Regions from separate parts of the Hordeum vulgare genome. Here region 1 is linked to region 2. A link is a contact called in public Hi-C data. All regions are on one chromosome and are shown on one strand. The core of a region is the stretch at or near the end of the contact, and the rest is flanking DNA. Distances in the headings are between cores, read along the strand shown. Region 1 has its middle 67 kb from the start of LOC123438475. Region 2 has its middle 62 kb from the start of LOC123411511.

What was found. Hi-C and Micro-C count contacts between places; a contact is called where the count stands out from the background.
Region 1: a contact with region 2 is called in a Hi-C map of seedling, with 9 times the contacts expected there. The contact joins two enhancer-like sites. A contact is called at or near these places in 2 of 6 Hi-C or Micro-C datasets (leaf and seedling).

What each region holds. Positions count from the first base shown.
Region 1 is chr1H:376,876,519-376,879,218 of MorexV3_pseudomolecules_assembly, reverse strand. No RefSeq gene overlaps it. Among protein-coding and RNA genes, the nearest start is that of LOC123438475, 67 kb to the right of the region's middle. Within about 2 kb of position 1,443, at least 3 of the 3 cell types and tissues checked have open chromatin away from gene starts, as enhancers often do. A contact at or near this core is called in seedling, where this site is marked.
Region 2 is chr1H:376,562,224-376,564,923 of MorexV3_pseudomolecules_assembly, reverse strand. No RefSeq gene overlaps it. Among protein-coding and RNA genes, the nearest start is that of LOC123411511, 62 kb to the left of the region's middle. Within about 2 kb of position 1,268, at least 1 of the 3 cell types and tissues checked has open chromatin away from gene starts, as enhancers often do. A contact at or near this core is called in seedling, where this site is marked.

The DNA.
Region 1 (2,700 bases), core at 194-2,693, 310 kb before region 2:
GTTCACTGTGATGTTATTGCATATTTTATATGTAATATTTCTGCAAATATTTGTATTAAAATTTATTGAAGCCCTAGAAAGTAGCATTAGGGAACTACCACATACTATGGTAATTTCAGTGCGAGTTAATCTTAATTTTACACACTATTAATCCAAATCAGCTGAGACTATCCCATACACAATTCGTCATCCTCGCAGCCCCTCCTCAGAATCCCCTCGTCTCATCCGCCACACCAACGCATCCCGACATCCCCTCACTCACACCTCAACGTCGTGCCTCCACAAGACCTAGCTCACGAATTGATGAACCACATAGCTTAGAAGCAAAAGGCCGGAGAGAAACATCGAAGCTTGCCACGACAATTAAGGTATTTTTCGTCTTTTGCCCGTAGCAACTCACGGGTCTTATCCTAGTATATATATATATATTATTTACATAAAAGTTAAAAATTGTAATTCTTGCATCAAAAAAATGTTAAACATATATAGAAAATGAATTTTACATATACGAAAAATGTACATTGTGAATAAAAATTACGAAAATGTTTATACATTGTAAAAGATGGTCGTGTCATTAAAAATATATTTTAAGTTAAAAAAATAAACGTTTGAAACAAATTTGCTCAAGAAAACATTTTCTACAATCTAAAAAATGGACAGTTCCTAAGATATATATTCATCATTTTAAAAGTTTTTAATGGTATTAAATTATATTTTATATTTATTTAAAAAAGATCAAACCATATTGGATTGTAAATATTAAAAAAATTAATGAAACATTTATAATGAACATTTATATGTATAGTAAAAAATTTAAACATGTAGAGAAAATGTAGACATCAAAACATTTAGAAAATACTTATCATGCATTCGAGTAATGTTAAGCATGTGTAAAAAATGTTCCTAATGTATAAACTAAAATTCATACGTATGAAAAATGTAGATATTTGTTTAAAAACTAATTAAAACATAAAAAATGAAAATGACAAAGAAAACCAAAACCTAAAATGAAGAAAAACCCGAGTGAAACAAAAAATATGATTAAGGAAGAAAGAAACACTAATGAAAAAATAAAGAAAACTGGAGTAAATTAAGAAAGAAAGAAAAATCAAAGAACCCAATGTGGAAACAGAGAAAATGAACGCAAATACGAAGAAAGTAACAAAAACCCAAGAAAAAACAGTGCAAAAAATATAAATGAAGGTAATCGAAGGTAATCGGTGAAATAAAGTAAAACAAACGAAAATACAACAAAGAAACGAAAACAAAGGATTGATGGAGGATATAAGGATCGATTGGAGCAGTAGCAACTATAGCTAAGTGGGTGAGCCCGCTAATCTGTCGCCGGTAGGCGATTTTTATTAGCAATCAGTACAGGTGACACATAGCTCTTGCAATTCCATACGAGCTCCCTAGTCGCCGCTCGCGTGCGTCAAACAGAGCAGCTTTCGCGCAAGCCGCTGTCTGGATGGGCCAGCCCGTTCCTTGTCCTCGTTATAGCTAGCTGTTTGTAAAAATCCCCAAAAAATAAAACATCTACAAATAATCAAACTCGATACCTCACGTTATAGTATACCATTAGTGATTAAATAGTCCGGACGACAGTATAAGAACCAAATGCCGTGACAGATCCAAAAATTAAAAAACATTCGACTATTTAACATTTTTAATATACATTATTTTATTAATATACGCTGACCAATTTTCAATAAACATTGAACATTTTGGGGACATACAATGATTTTTTTATATGCATATTAACCATTTTGACAAATATATGGTGAACAGTTTTTAAATATACATTGAAATTTTTTGTGATATAAGGTGAACAAAATAAAATAAATATTGACATTTTTATGTACAATGATTTTTGTTCAAATGCACATTAAATATTTTTGCGATATACGCTGAACAATTTTGAAATGCACATTGAACGTTTTTTCGATAAACAATTCTTAAATGAGGATTCAATGTTTTTGTGATAAACGGTGAACAATTTGTGAATACACGTTTATTTTTATTGTTATAATATACGGCGAATAACTTTGAAATACACATTGAACATATTTTGATATACGCTGAACATTTTTAGATAGTTCAACATTTTCTAATTATTCATCTAAAATTTTCTTTAACCCCGTGAAGAACTTTGCATAATATACGAAAATGTAAAGAAAATATAAAAAAAGGATAAAGTCAAAACAGAAAAGAAGAAAAACGAAATCGAAATAGAAACAGAAACAGGAAAAAAAAGGGAAAAGAACAGAGTAACCGTGCGACGGTCCAAATTAGGCCGTCGGGAGCCTAGGTTCAGCGAAGGCATGTCCTTTTGAAGCTCAGGAGCGTCAAATAGGATCTGAAATTCGATACAGTGCCTGTGGGAGAAGCAATGCACACTTGCTGCAACTTTTTCCTTTTGTTTTCTTCTGCCTTTCCTTTTTCATTTTTTAAACATAGTGAATAATTGTTTAATATGCATAGGATTTTTTTAGTACATACTAACTAACTTTTATATATATTGAATATTTTTAAATACAATTCAAACTACTTTTAATGTAGAATAAACTACATATACAATTAACCTTTTTAATTTAGATTTTTTTACATAGAATGAACTTCATTTTTTACAAACTGAACTTCTTATTTACCATGAATTTTACATAGGCAGTGCCAATTTATGAACGGCAAGAACATCTCGCT
Region 2 (2,700 bases), core at 19-2,518:
TATGGCCAGGAAACCTTGAGCATCTTTGATCAACGAGCTAGTCAACAATATGCTCACTAGGGAGAGAGCATTATCTATGTATCCACACATGTATTTGAGTTTTCAATCAATACAATTCTAGCATGGATAATTAACGATTATCATGAAGAAGAAAATATAATAATAACCAATTTGTTATTGCCTCTAGGGCATATTTCCAACAGGACGACCCTAATTTCTATGGGGAGAGGGGACATCTGCGGTCATAGAATCGGTGGGCTACACTAAGTGGCGCGGCGGATGATCGGCGTAAAAAGCTTTTCATCATTAGCAACCAAACACACCTATTCCGCGCGTAGATTGCCATCTACCGAACTAGGGTATACCCCTCTCACGCATTAATTTTTGTATTGGCTGGCCCATTTACGAATATTATCTCCATTGGTTTGTGAAGGAACTAGAACCTTGTGTCGACCTGTTGTTTGTTTTCCTTTTTTTTCTGTTTTTCCTTTTATTTTGCATTTTTTTTCGTTTTCCATTTTCTACAAGCATATTTAAAATAAATGATTTTTTTAAAATCTTGTACATTTTCCGAATATGATTTTTAGATTTTTTTGACCATTTTTTGGATTCGGTAGCGTTTTTGTTAATTGCATACATTGTTTGAAACTTGGGAACAATTCCTTTGAACCGATGAACAATTTTTAAAATATAGGAAGTTTTTATGACGGATATTTTTTGAGTCCATTAACAATTTTTGAATCTATGAACATTTTTTGAATTTTGGTAACATTCTGTGAACAATTTATGGAATTCCCAAATAGTTTTTAATAGTTTTAGAATTTTTAAAATTCGTAAAAAAATAAAAAATGTGAAAAAAAAATTGAATACATGATTTATTTTTTAAGTCACAAACATTTTTCGAATCTGTAAGAATTTATCAGTTTCTGAATTTTTGTCAAATCATGAATATTTTTTGTAAATCCATGAACAATTGTTTTAAATTTGTGAATATGTTTTGAATACGAATTTGTTTTTTGAAATCATGACTTTTATTTTAAAATTTGTGAGAATTTATCCTTTCCCGAATATTTCTCAAATAATGAGCACTTTTTAAATTCATAAACACTTTTTCCTCAAAATTCACAAGCTTTTTGAAATCTGTAATTGTTTCTGAAAATGGACAACCTAAAAAAACATATGGGTGTCCGACCTCAGATGAGCCGTCCATGAGGGCACACAGGGAGGAGGGGTATCGGCGCTAGAGAGGAGCGGGAGCTCCTACCCGCCGCTCATTGTGGCAGACAAGGGCTGCAACGCACAGCTTTTTTTTCTTTAGTAATGTTTTTCTGTTTATTTTTCCTTTTCTGTGTATTTCCTTTCTTTTTTAATTTTTTTGGTTCGTTTTTCTTTCTTTTTTCTTTTTGTTTCCGTTTTTAAAGCAAAACATTTTTCGAATTTGAAGAACATTTTTTGAAAAAACCAGATAATTTTTTGATTTTTTGAAAAACTATAATTTTTTAAAATTTGAAACATATTTTAAAAACTTTTAAAGTAGACAAAAAGTTTATTAAATTTCCAAAAAATATTTTATAAATCTTTTATAAAATAAAAATATTTTATTGAATTCGCGGACAAATTTAGAAAAAGATGATCATATTTTGAAATGGAGAACAATTTTTCAGAACATGAACAAATTTTGAAAACGTGAACAAAATCCAGAACATTTTTGAAATTTCCGAACATATTTTAAAATGTGACGAATTTTTGAAAGTCCAGAATATTCTTTGAAAATTGATGAGCAAATTTTGAAACATGAATAAATTTAGAATTCATGAACAAAGTTATAAAATTATGAAGGTTTTCTGAATCTGCGAACAAATTCTGAAACCGTGAACTTTTTTAAAATTGTACACAAAATTTGAAACATGAATTAATTTCAAATTCGTAAATCAAATTATAAGATTTTGGAAAAAAATCGTTAAACAGTGAACATTTTTAAATTTTCAACACATTTTAAAACATGAACAAATTTCAAATTCATGAACAAATTTATAAAACTGTGAACAATTTCCGAATTGTGAACAAATTCTTTGAAACCACGAATTTCTTTTCGAATTATTAACATATTTCAAATTCTTGCACAATATTAGAAAATGTGGACATTTTTTAACTATTAAACTAATTTGGAAAACAGCGAACATTTTTTGAATTTTGAATTTTTTTGAAATATGTACAAATTTCAAATTCATGAACAAAATTATAAAAATTGTGAACAAATTTGGAAACTACGAACATTTTTCAAAAAAATTCAAAATTTCAAATTCATTATTATAATTATAAATTTGTAAACAATTTTTTAAAGCACATACATTTTTTAATTCTTAAGTATAAATCTTGAAGCCGAGAGGAAATTTGAATCTTAAGAACAAATTTTAAAACCCAGAATAAGTTTTTGAAAATGTCAAACATTTTTTTAAGATCGAGAAATTTTTTTAGAAATGCAGAACATTTCTTTTAAAACTAGGACATTTTTTGAAATACAAACAAAAAAAGAAAAAGTATAAAGAAAAAATAAAAATGAAAAACGGTTTAGGGAATCTTCTAGAAGTTTTCCAAAACCGAAAAACTGGTTAGGAATCTAGAAGGTTCCCAAAACCGGGACGCTGCAACCTGTAAATGGGACAACCCATTTATTCGGTATGTTCCACCGCTTTGTGC